2 separate regions of the Rattus norvegicus genome follow, and region 1 is linked to region 2. Evidence: chromatin contacts called from public Hi-C data. All regions are on one chromosome and are shown on one strand. Each heading gives the region's core, a stretch centred on a gene start, on an enhancer-like site or on the middle of the called end of the contact. The rest is flanking DNA. Distances are from core to core; before and after follow the strand shown. Region 1 overlaps Plcb1 (phospholipase C beta 1). Region 2 holds the start of Plcb1 (phospholipase C beta 1).

What was found. A called contact is a pair of places that touch in the nucleus more often than the background predicts.
Region 1: a contact with region 2 is called in a Hi-C map of kidney, with 4 times the contacts expected there. The contact joins the enhancer-like site here to the promoter of Plcb1 in region 2. A contact is called at or near these places in 7 of 12 Hi-C or Micro-C datasets (Schwann cells, frontal cortex, hepatocytes and 3 more).

Annotation. Positions count from the first base shown.
Region 1 is chr3:142,659,123-142,665,974 of GRCr8, forward strand. All of the region lies in intron 2 of Plcb1 (phospholipase C beta 1), which reads left to right. Among named protein-coding and RNA genes, the nearest start is that of Plcb1, 150 kb to the left of the region's middle. Within about 2 kb of position 1,684, at least 3 of the 93 cell types and tissues checked have an H3K27ac peak or open chromatin away from gene starts, as enhancers often do. A contact at or near this core is called in kidney and liver, where this site is marked.
Region 2 is chr3:142,508,444-142,514,664 of GRCr8, forward strand. Plcb1 (phospholipase C beta 1) reads left to right here and starts at 4,322. Exons shown (of 32, transcript NM_001077641.2): 1 at 4,322-4,887. The coding sequence starts at 4,789.

The DNA.
Region 1 (6,852 bases), core at 434-2,933, 150 kb after region 2:
AGCATGGGGGCCCTCCAGGTCATTCAGATAATCCACATTTTAGTAGGGTTTCTATAATGTGAGTGCTTTTATCAAAATTCACAAATGTATACTAAAATATATACATTTTACCACATATAAACTTTACTTGTAAAAGTGAAATGCTTTGTTATGAAGTCAATTATTAAAATAAAAAAAAACCTGAAAGGGAAAAAAGCGAAAAGTGAACTGGCCTTACTTAGTCTTATGACAGCTTCATCATCAAAGATAGATATTTGGGTGGATGTATCTTATTCTATTACAGAGCATATTTTCAAGATTCTGGATCTCTCTGAGACCATGTCTGGTCTAGAGTGCACTGAGTTCATTTACAGGTTTATGCAATCAGTGGGAGGTTGATGGAGTTGGAAAGTTTGCCATTTGGATTTCACTGTGATCTACCTCCCTTTTTAGAAATGAGAGGAGAGGCATACTTGACTGTGTTTGACTGAGTGACATTTGATAAATCTTGTTTCTCAGTGTGAGGCTAGGCTTAATCTCTGTTAAATGCACACATCTCTTCTCAGATGATTGGAGAGGACCTCGGGTAAGAAGGAAATATTTCCATGAGTCTAGAGTCACAGTTTGCTCGAAATAGGACCCGTGTTTTCCTCAGTTGACACGCTTGGTTAGGGAGCTGAAGAGATCGTCTCTGATAGAGTCAAATCCACTAACTGGTGATCTAGGTGATGCCCTAAGCCTGTCATTGATCCATATTAAATACTTGGCAGAAACACATGATTACAGATGAGGGGTTCGATTTCTAAGAGTGGAGAAGACCCTAAATTTTGTGTCCCCGGGAGGAACATGAGTCACTGATCTCTACCCAACTGCCAGTTTGCTACTTAGCTAGAATCTTCTGTAGGGAAGGTACATTGAGTTGGAGGAGACCCTGGTTCTTTGAAGAATTTTGGAGTGTGTGAGAGGGTGCTTTGCCTCTCCTTCAGCAAGGCTTTTCTATAAAGCAGAAAGCAACAGCATTTACTTTCAAATCAGAGGATGCAACAGGAGAAAGTGGTATCGTTTATGTCTTCGTAAAATGTGCTATATAATAGCAGCCCCAAGTTATACCAACTAGCTCAGGGATGGATGGCTCACAGGATGTGCTGGGCTCCAGGGTGCTCTGCTGGATGGTCAGTATAGCTTCTGCTTCACTGCTTCCAATGCTCCTGCAGGTCTCTTGTGGCCCAGCCTAATGAGAAACTCTCAGAACTCATTTAGCCTAAGTACTGAAGAGTTACCATACCTCTGCTGATCATAGCATTCAACGGGAGAAAATTGTCCTTGAAATCACAAGGTCTAATTAGGCAAACTCAGGTTGTTGACAGGCTAAGAACACTTGTCAAGGCACTGGATTCCTTCTCCAAAGAGAGAGAAATTATTCCCTCTTCTTGGAGTCATTAAATATAAGCTCACCGTTCTCTCTCAGACTATAGTCTCTCATAAAAAAGGAGGAATTGTGGAATCCTCATTGTTGAAGGTCATGTTCAGCTTCTTCCACTCCCATTAGATTTCTTGTCTCCTAGTATTGCTTACCCTTTTTCCTGTGATTCTGGCCCAAGGCAGCTAGCTAAGCCAGCAAGAACACCAGGCAGGTAATAGGAGTCCGAATGTTTGCCTATGCTCTCTGAGCTGTTGGAGTGAAACACTGAGGGCGAAGGCTAACTGCAAGTGATGGAATTAAATATTTACCATGTTAAATGTGACTGCTCTGGGGTTTCAGGAAAAGCTAGCCATATTGCATGGAGTTTTTCCTCCTTGTTTTCCAGATGATATCCAGTCTTGAGTAAATTTGTCAACTCTCGGGGAGTTGAACACTATTCAGCAACATTAATTTCTTTGCCTAGTTCCAGTTATAAGCAATTATAATCTTGGCAGTTTCACCTGCCTAGAGTAAGAATTTGTGCACTTTGTTGATATCTGGCAGAACTAATACTCTCTTGCAAAGACTTACGTAGTGTTTTAATACTGCTAATTCACTTGAGCTACAGATGAGAGTTTGATGGACATGTCGCCAAAGGTTTATTACTCACTAGTCTAGATGGAAAAAAATATTTTAAAAAACCAAGAAATGTGTGGTTTGTGCTCCTTTTTTGCATGCCCTTATTAAGTTAGTTGGTTTTGTAAGGTGCTGGGTATTGATACACCAACTCCTCTGTAGAAACTGACCTAATAAGTTTTGACTCAGGGACTCAGGGACTCTGCCTTCTTCTAGAAGAACCTTTTCAACTCAGAGCTCCTAAGAGGTTTACAGGTACATTTTCAGTGACTGCATTAGAGCCTCACTTCTTTCTCTCACTTTCTCACTTCCCCACCCCCCAGCCTCCCTCCCTCTTTCTCTGTTCCCTTTGCTACCCTCTGCTTCCTAGCCCTCCTCTTTTTCTCTATTCCCCTCCCATTTCTTTCTTCTTTATGCTCCCCTTGCTTTATTTCCTTCCAGTTCCTTTAACTTATCCCACCTTTATCCCCTAACATGCCTGAGTACAGATCTCTGCCTCACAGTGAGTCTTCCCAAGGTTCATAAAAACTATAGCTGTCATTACATGAGGGTATCAAAGCTTGAGAGAAAGAAAAAATGAGGTTGAAAGCTGCTGACTCTTAGAACCGTGAAGGTAGAGTTTCTGTTTTCTTCCCTACAGTGGTCTTGTTGGGAGGATGAAGTCAGCTCAGTGTCCCCAGGCCCTGCTGGGGACATATGCACTCTCTTTTCCCTCCCCTTTTCTATGTCTTATGTTATATGATTTGTTTGTATGTTGTGTGTCATGATGCCTTTGCTTACTCTCTGTCTACACCCACTGCAACACACACACACACACACACACACACACACACACACACACACGAATATAAACCCAGGAGAAAAAGATCCTTGTCCTTGTTTATATTCAGTAATGTGTTTAAGTCTTAGTAAGTATTAAATAAATGAAGGAGTGAAGTCAAATGGCAAGCAGACACTGGGTAACTGTACTATGCAAGCCCTTTTAACAACTGGAGGGTTTCAAAGTAGCAGAATGTTGAGTGGATGGACTTGTAAGGGTTTAGAGAAAACGAATACACTGAAATGCTTTGAAACCAAAATTTTCATACTCGAGGCTGCTTCAGATTCTCTCAGAGAGCTTGTTAAACAAATTCTCTAGCCTCACTGTCAGAGTGTCTAATTTTGCAGGTTCTCTTATCCATTATTAGTTTTTGAAGCAGTTTCAAGGCTCCATGGTAGGTGATGCTGGGTGGCTCTTAACCATGCATACACAGGTGATCTCCTAGCAAGTGCTTGTTCCAAGTTAGTACTCAGGGGTCCAAGTGCATGCTGGGTAAATAGCCTCATTCCCAAAACACCATTCAGCCATGAAGCTGAGGAACTCACAGAGCTTTAGTGCTAGGAAATGAAAGCACAACCTCCAGGGCTTCTAGTCCCTGCTAGTGGAGAGACTTGATGTAGAAAGCTGAGCTCTCCACTCAGGCCAGCTTGTTAGAAAGGCTGTCAGTGTGGATGGGCCTGTGATCTCTTTTGGCATGTTCTTTTCCCAGTCGTAATTTGTCCATCTTGCTACAGTTTAATAAGGTTTTGTGATAATTTGTTCGTCATGAAAATGAAACATAAAATGTAGGCATTCTTCTTGTTAAAACTCAACCGTACAGTTATTTAATAGCCGGTCCACTGGTCCTTTTAGCTTAAAACATTCCTTGTTATTTCTTATTGTGGCCTCTCGGCACTTTCAGTGATGCTTTCTTTCCATTTAAATTCTGTTAGGAGCATTTTATCTTCTTTATGTCCTGCTTTGAAATTTATCAAGCAACCCGGTTTCCAAATGAGAAGACATAGACCAGTAATGAGCTTGGAATTCACAAACAAAATGGTAATGATAGTCAGAGTTTGCTTTCCTCCAGCCTTGTTTCCAAGTATATCCTAGTGTACAGGTAATTCTAAGAAGAAAGAAAGAAAGAAAGAAAGAAAGAAAGAAAGAAAGAAAGAAAGAAAGAAAGGAAGGAAGGAAGAAAGGAAGAAAGGAAGAAAGAGAGAGAGGGGAGGGAGGGAGGGAGGGAGGGAAAAAGGAAAGGAAAGGGAAGGGAAGGGAAGGGAAGGGAAGGGAAGGGAAGGGAAGGAAAGGAAAGGAAAGAACTGAGAAACCAAGAAAACATTTAAACACATTGAGTCCAATATGTATTGCTTAACTATCTTGAGAGTGGAGACTGCCCTGGAGTATAAGCAACCTCCCAGCCACACCATGAAAAGAAAGCAGCTCTACCTTTCCCAGGAGCTATCAAGTGCCAGTAGTTCTGGAGCTACTGATAGATTTTCGTGTCTGCTTCCCACCTTGCCTTTCAAGCTGGATTTGTGTGGTTTGAGCTTGTGCTGGACTTGTAGTTTGCTGTCACAGTCACTCTGATTTCCTATGGATAGATGACCTGTTGTGTCTGGAAAACACTGACTGTTTTAAAATTCCTTTAATACCTCTGACTCTTAGAATATTTCAACCCTGCCTTCCATGAAGATCCCCGAGTCTTGGGGGAAGGGTATGGTGGATATGTTCCATTTAGAGCTGAGCACTCCACAGTCTCATATTCTCTGTATGTTGACCAGTTGAGTGTATCTGTTTAAGCATTATCTACAGCAAGAAGAAGCTTCTCTAGTGATAGCTGAGAGAAGTGGTGATCAATGGAGGTAGCAATAAGTCATTAGAAGTCATTTTAATATTATGTCCACCTAGTAGAATAGGAGTTTTAGGTTTTCCCATAGGTCTATTACCTATCCAGACATAGGTAATATTAATAATGTTAGGTATGGGTTTCCTTATGCAGGCTTTAAATCTTATCAGAAATTGGGTGGTTACTTCATGTCATTCATTTCACTATGTTATCAGGGACCTTATCTGTTAAGGCCAATCATTATGGCAGCTCACAGTACTCATAGCTGGATGAGCTTGATAATTACTTTTCACCTCAAAAGATGGGTCTGGGAATACCTGCGTCAGGATTCCAGCCTGTGTTGAAATCTTACCTCCATTGATACATTAGTTCTCTGTTGCCAAGAAAATGTTGCTTAACACATTGTCCCAGATCCATTGGTTTAAGACACTAAGTCCTTGTTTAGTTCACATATATGAATGTGGAAGATTTCATCAGGCTCTCTGGGCAGTTGGCTTTTCTGGTTTGGTTTACTTATATGCCAGGCAGATGGCTATAATGACAGAATAACTGGGTCAGTGTCCTTCATCCCCTAGAAGATCATCCCCACCATGAGCACATGGTGACTGACTAGGACAACCACAGAGAAAGAGGAAGAAAATAAGCCTACTAGAATTTTAGGTTCATCATGCCATACGGTCATTTCCGGTGCCCTTTTCTTAAAGCCAGAAAGACTCAAGAGGAAGAAAACTAGACTTCAGCTGTTTTTGTCCTTTTTTTTTTTTTTTGAGGCAGATTTTCACCATCTGCAGTCTAGACTTGCCTGAAATTAGAAATTCTCCAATCTCAGCCTGCAAGTGATAGGGCTTCAGGCATATTCCCCTACACTGGGTTATAGTCTACTTCTTAAAGGTAAAGTGTCTAGGTAGACAAAGGGGTTAGTTCCTGCAGTACACGCTGTTCCTGCAGTACACGCGGTGGTTTTCAAGATGCTTGGGCAGTTTTTCCAAACCCTGTCCCCAGACCCCCAAATGTGGGTGAAAGAGTTTACATTTTATTTATGCTTGTAGTGACCCAATAGCTGTAAAATATTTCTTCCTTTATTCAAATCAAATTGTGGGTGTAGACCAGTGCGCACTATCAATATTCTATAGTATAGTAATGTAGGGGCTGGCTTGAAAGTATTGACAATTTCTTTTTTCGTTTTCTTTCTTTCTTTCTTTCTTTCTTTCTTTCTTTCTTTCTTTCTTCCTTCCTTCCTTCCTTCCTTCCTTCCTTCCTTTCTTTCTTTCTTTCTTTCTTTCTTTCGTGTGTGTGTGTGTGTGTGTGTGTGTGTGTGTGTGTGTGTGTGTGTGTCAGGTATGATAATAGTAATGATGATGGGTCTGGGGGGTGTCATTTTGGCTTCTTTTTATGCTCTCATCCTTTCAGTAAGTGCCAAAGAATGAAGAAACTTGCTTCTCTATGTGTCACATTATGTTATTATTAAATAACTGTGTCTCTCACATTAGTAGCTTTCATAGCAATAGAGACACATGTGCCTATGACTATGGTTATTGCCTAAGACACATCTGAGACCACATCTGACAGATGTTAGAACTTCTGAATATTTGGTGCCCAGCAAACTGTTTGGCGGATTCCCTTCTACCATACATCTGTTTTGCAAGGAGGGACTATGCATTAAAAGAAAATTGTAGGTAAGCAATCGTAAGTTCATGGAAATACGCTGGCTCACAGAGGATCTTGAGTAACCTACTCAAAGTCAGCCATTAAAATATGACAATGGTGTGGTTTGTCCAGAACTTGACAGCTCCAGGCTCAGAGCCAGAAGCCACTGGTATGAGCAATTCTGGCTTCTTCCCTGTATGCCATGTCTTAGAGAAACCAAGCCACAACTTGCATATCACTTTGTGGCTATTTTTAATCAAGCTCTAGTTTTGTCTTGCCAGTTACCCAGTCAGTATCTGGACACACTCTTTTTGGGTCTATTCTTGTGTCAAAGTAATTTTTTATGAAAATACTTTTCCAAATGCTAAAACTAATTGCATTTGATATTTTGCACACACACACACACACACACACACACACACACACACACACACTGCAAACAACACTGTTACAACTTCATTCTAGCTTATACTTAATATTAACCAAACAGAAAACAGGGAAACAAAGAGGAAAAAAATGCCAGGAGGAAAATTAAAAAGA
Region 2 (6,221 bases), core at 3,072-5,571:
AATAATAAACCATCGAGGGCATAAAACTCTTTGAAAAAGTACCAGGAACTAGCCCTCACCATCATTATTTTTGCACACTAGCATATTTCATTTCAGAAGTTATGATCATTTTTCCATGCTCACACATCTAGTAATTGGAATAGCCGGCTATTAGGAAGAATTACAAAAGTCCTTTCCAGTGTACCAAGCCTCACGGCTCTACAAACTGATCAGAGAAGTCTGTGTTCTATAATACAGTTTCGATAGAATTTGGAATATTTGTATATATGTTATAAGCAGATAAAAACCTACTCAGATCTATATAGCAAGTCAGGATTCTAACATCAAACTTCCCGGGAGTCGGTACCAGTTGCTGGTTCTGTGACCCAGATCATAGTCTATCATTTTGGTGAAGTTGAGGCAGGAACACGAGCAATAAATCAAACCACATCCACAATCGAGAATAAAGAATACGTGCATTCTTGCTTGCTTGCTTGCTTTTGGCTACCTTTCTTCATTCTTATGCAGTTCAGGACACAGCCTAGGGAATGTGTTGTCTATGATGGACTGGGTCCTCCTGCATCAGTTAACAAGGGAAGGAATCCCTTACAGACTTGCCTACAGGCCAACCTGGTGGAGATAATTACATCCAATGATTCTAGGCTACATTGACTATTAAAACTAACCGTTACAAAGGGTCAATTATTCTATATGGTAGATCAGCTAAGAGTAACAGTAAAGATTAGTTGGTGAAGATATGTACTATGACATTTATCAGAAAGTCTAGAGATGGTTTAGAGGCTTATGGAGTCCAAAAAGAACACTGTTTTTCTCTCCTCTTCTCTCTCTCTCTCTCTCTCTCTCTCTCTCTCTCTCTCTCTCTCTCCCTCCCTCCCTCCCTCCCTCTCCCTCTCCTTCTCCCTCTCTCTGTTTCTCCATTGTTCTATTCAGTCAAGAGAAATAACGAGGGGGGAGGAGGGCAAGCAAGGGGGAAGGAAGAGAGAGAAAGGAAGAGAGAGAAGAAGGGACCTAAATATGAGAGATTTTCCTCAGAAGTACTCAACCTTCACCTTATTCATTAGATTTGACTATCTTATGTCTCAGGCAGTTACAGACAAAGGTCAGTGGAGGAAAATGGAATGATTATAATTAGTTTCATAATTCATCACTAAGCATGGTTGCCAGCTAAACAATTTAGCATTTGCTTTGAAGATAAAAAAGGGTAGAGATGCCGATGGCTGGGAAGGATTCCATTATGGAGTACCTGGGAATCGTTCAGCTAGTACTTTGGCCTACGGTTCCTCTAGAGTACCTTTTAGGGAGCAGCCCCTGTCTATTTTGACTTCCTAAGGTACTCCAACTACAGCTTTCTGCTCAATAATTATTTCAGTGGATGCTAAAATAATTGAGGGAGAGAAAAGGAAAGACAAGACTAGGACAAAACAACCTGGTAGGGCGTGCAGTAAGGATTATTGAGATGATCTGGAGCCTTGGAAGAAGAGACTTATTGTGGTCATTGATGATTAAAATGAATGTGGATCTTGAGGGCATTGCCTTCTGTGAGGTAGCTGGTGAGTCAGGGCCACTACTTGGAAGGACTATAGGCATCAGATCCATCGTATACTTTGATATGGCAGGACCAGAATGAAACAAGTCTTTTAGTCTCTTTTAATATCTCTCTCTGTGTCTCTGTCTCTCTGTCTTTGTCTCTCTCTGTCTTTGTCTCTCTCTGTCTTTGTCTCTCTCTGTCTCTCTCTGTCTCGCTGTCTCTCTCTTTATCTTTCTGTTTCTTTTTGTCACTTTCTATTTCTATATCTCTCCATCTCTTTCTCTGTGTCTCTGTCTCTGTCTCTCTGTCTCTCTCTTTCTCTATCTTTCTCTGTTTCTCTCTTTTTGTCACTTTCTATTTCTATATCTCTCCATCTCTTTCTCTGTGTCTCTGTCTCTGTGTCTCTGTCTCTGTCTCTCTGTCTCTCTGTCTCTCTCTCTCTCTCTGTGTGTGTGTGTGTGTGTGTGTGTGTGTGTGTGTGTGAAGTTGCTCCAAGAACAAGACAAGCCCTCCAAAGATAACAGAAATCCTAGCTCCTTGTGATAGTTCCAAGAATATAACTGGTTTTCCATCTTACCTATTGATAATCTACCATCTGTCTGTTAGTCTATGGATATATATTCAGGTGGCATTTGGGATTCATAACAGACTTCTATACATATCAGGTAAAAGATCTAGCACTGGGATGCACCCTTAGCTTTTCAGATATATTTTTAGTAGTGTTTTGGTTGAGTTTATAAACATCGGCCCGCAGTGACTTGGTGTACTGGCTGGTTTATGTGTCACCTGACACAATCTAGAGTCATCAGATGGGAGCCCCTGTTGAGGAAATGCCTTCACGAGATCCAGCTGTAAGGCATTTTTTTCAATTAGTAATCAATGGGGGTGGGTCCTAGCCCATTATGAATGGTGACATCCCTGGGCTACTGGTCTTGGGTTCTATAAGAAAGTAGGCTGAGCAAGCCTTGAGTAAGCAAGCCAGTAAGCAGTTCTCCTTCAAAGCCTCTGTCTGCATCAGCTCCTGCCTCCAGGCTCCTGTTCCCAATCCTGACTTCCTCCAATGATGGATTATGATCTGGACAGTCAACCCAAATAAACCTTCTTCTTCCCAATTTGCGTTTTGGTCATGGTGTTTCACTGTAGCAATAGAACCTGAGAACTAAGTGCATAGAGAAAAAAGGCTGAAAGTCATATTTCTCTTCTCTTCTTCCTCTTCCTCTTCCTCTTCCTCCTCCTCCTCCTCCTCCTCCTCCTCCTCCTCCTCTTCTTCTTCTTCTTCTTCTTCTTCTTCCTCCTCCTCCTCCTCTTCCTCCTCCTCCTCCTCCTCCCTTTCTTCTTCTTCTTCTTCTTCTTCTTCTTCTTCTTCTTCTTCTTCTTCTTCTTCTTCTTCTTCTTCTTCTTCTTCTTCTTCCTCTCTCTCTCTCTCTCTCTCTCTCTCTCTCTCTCTCTCTCTCTCTCTCTCTCTCGGTGTGTATATACCCTAGTGTACCAAGGTGTAGGTTTGTAGGTCAGGGGACAACTGGGGGAGTCAGGTCTGTCCTTTTACCATGTGGAGTTTGGGGATGAAACTCTGGCCATTAGGCTTGTTGGCAATTGTCTTGACTGTCTAAAACCATTTTACTGGAGCCTCTTCTTTATACTGTCTCTTCTTTTTCCAAAATCGGCCTTTATGGCAATATTTATTAGAATAAAATTCACTCGTTTTATGTGTCCAGTCTTACAAGGTTTAACAAATATAAGTATACAGATACGAAACCTTTCTGTCATTCTCAAATGTTTCCTTTTATGCCAATGTTTCTCATCACTGGCCACAGGTACCTCCTTGATCTACTTTCTGTCACCACAGAACACGTGGACTATTCTACAGACCGTGCAGAGGGCATCTTGTTGCACGCTCTTGGTCGGCTCATTTCACTAAGCCTAAACTTTGTGTGCTCGAGGATTATGTTTTGGAGTGTCTGTCCTTTATTATCATGGAATAGTAATCTAGTTTGGGGAACATATATATGTACTAAAGTTTGTTTCTCTAGTCACCTGTTGTTTGACATTTACGATTTTCAGTTGCCTTTAACATGCTGGACAGGTCTATGTATGTTTTCCTTTGTGTGGACCAAAAAACTCAGGAGTAGAATTTCTGGAGCGTGTGAGTTTTAACTTTATTAGAGATTATTTTCTAAGGTAGATTTAGCACTTTATACCCCACCCTCCACCCCTGTCATGAATGAAGATTCTAGTTGCTCCACAACCTCTCAAACACTTGACAGTATCAACCTTGTGAAGTCAAGACAGACATCCCTACACCTACGATTGATTCTATAGGGCTCCCACCCTGCCCAGACCCCAAGCCCACTCCTTTCATCTTCCTGGGGGAATAAAAGCTTTGCCCTCCTCCCCTGAACTTTTTATTTCCTAAATACTGTTTGTGGGCCGTCCAGATTAGAATCTGTCAACTTTCTGGCCCGGCAAGGTTTCTCTGGAGTTCCTGATCTAAACCTCTCAAGTGCTTCTCTATAAAAATGAGAACCCTCTCTGAAAAGGCCGGAGAGCCCCGGAGACAAAGAAAGCCTAGGGCTTTCTCCCCATTCCTCCTTAACTTCCTTCTTTATATACAGGTTAGAATCTGATTAACAACCAACCAAATCGGCATCCAGGTTCCCAGAAAGCCCCCAAACCCTGGCGTTGGCTAAGGGCACCGGGCATGCTCAGAGGATGTGCGGCGCAGGCGTCGGCTGCAGTGGGGCCCGGGAGCCGGGAGGTGCCGCTGCGTTCCCGCTTGCTGTCGCTGACCCAGCGCGCAAAGTTGGGCAGGGAGCTGGGGGAGGAGGACCGCGAGCGAGGGTGGCGGAGCAGGGGCGGGAGGAGCGGAGGGAGGAGGGGACCGGAGCGTGTCACTCGCGCGCTCCCTCTGTGCACAGAGGATGTGCTGAATGGTGCGCTTCCAGGCGGCGGCCGAGCAGGATCAGGCGGCGGGCGGCTCGCACTGCCGGGCTCTGCTCCTTCTTGTCTCCCGAGGCTCTACAATCACCGCGGGCTCCAGACCCTGCGTCCCGCCCGGGGCATGGCAGGCTGCTGTGCCTTCGCGTGTAGTCCCGCTTACTAAGCGGCGCGGGCCAGAGGTGCGGAGGCCAAGAGGCCGGGAGGTCGGCGGGCAGCGGAGGCAAGAGCCTGCTGAACCGAGAGCCAAGCCCGCTTGCGCCCGGAGCTCCGTGTCCCGTCTCCACTGCGCTCGCCCGGGCCGCCCGGAGCCCCGATGAGCCCAGATGGCTGGGGCTCAGCCCGGAGTGCACGCCTTGCAACTCAAGCCCGTGTGCGTGTCCGACAGCCTCAAGAAGGGCACCAAATTCGTCAAGTGGGATGATGTAAGTGAGGGGCGGCGCGGTGGGGTGCGGGCCGGGCACCCGAGGGCGGGCTGCGTGGGGGTGGGGCGAGGGGCGCGTTATGCAATGGGGCGCTGGAGCGGGCGCGGGCAGCCTGGGGCGCACAGGTTGCTAGCTGCCTGGGTAGGTGGCAGGTGGTGGTAGCTTTTCGCGCGCTCTCCTCCTCCTAGGGGGTTTAGAGTTGACGTCTTTGGTGGGTCTGACCAGCACCTCTGAGAGACTTAAGTCTTTGGGGCCAGTGGAGCCAGAGGGACAGGTTTTACCCAGTGACAGGTACTGAGAGTTTGGAAAGAGCATGAAGTTAGGGCCAGCTGGATAGCGCTGGAGAGAACTAGAAGCAACCCCCAAACACACCCACCCCCTCGGCTAGCTAGCTAAGGCGTCCAGTTACGCTGCTACCTACCATCCAGGTCCAAAACCTTGTAGTTACCGCTAACTCTTGAGCATTTTTAATGCTGGCCACGCAGCAGAGGACAGACACAGCGGTACAGCCGACAGGTGGTCGTTGATGCCAAACTTTAGCGCCTGGCTGTGGAGTGAGGGGCCTTGGGAAGGGCTGTGAGTGCACACAAGAGGTTGATTGGTGAGCAGATGAGGGGCTGTTAGGGCTGAGGAGCACAAAACGGGCTTGCAGACAGGGCCAGGTTTTCAGAAATGAGCTTGCTTAAGTCTTCACTTTGAAATAGACCTACAACTTCATCCTCTGGTGCACTTGCACCCTTTGCTATATAGGAGACATCCTGACCAGCTTCAGGACTTCCTATGACCTTTCCCTTCCCTTCACCCTAGATACCTTCAGAACACTTAAAGGCTTCTTACTGAAAATGCGCACACTACACTATCAATGTAGCTTCCTGGGTGTCATCCAATGGGTTTGACAAGAGCAACTTACCTGAAAAAACCCAAGCTGTCAGGACCTAAAGAAATTCCAACCCTAATGATTAACACATCTCCTATCCGGAGCAACTGTAGGAGAATGAACAGGTCCTCTAACCGAGATGATTTCCCACCTCCGTAAATTACAGCCTGTTATCCTCCCGGGTATTTTACTTTAATCTTCTTAAGCCAATTTCCAGTGTCTGAAAACAATTTAAATATTCCAGGTAGCGAATCCAATTACTTAGCTGAGTGCATCCGTGTCTATATTTTGTCCAGTTGGAATTGCAAACTGAACTTGCAGTACGAGCCACAGCCTCCTTGAAATCTCTTGCCAATTACCAAATGATGTAGGGAAGGATGCAAACACACCCTCTTTACCAAGGGCTTTGCACTTGTCCGCTTTCCCTCCCAGTCTAATTGAACCGGAGGCTGTTAGA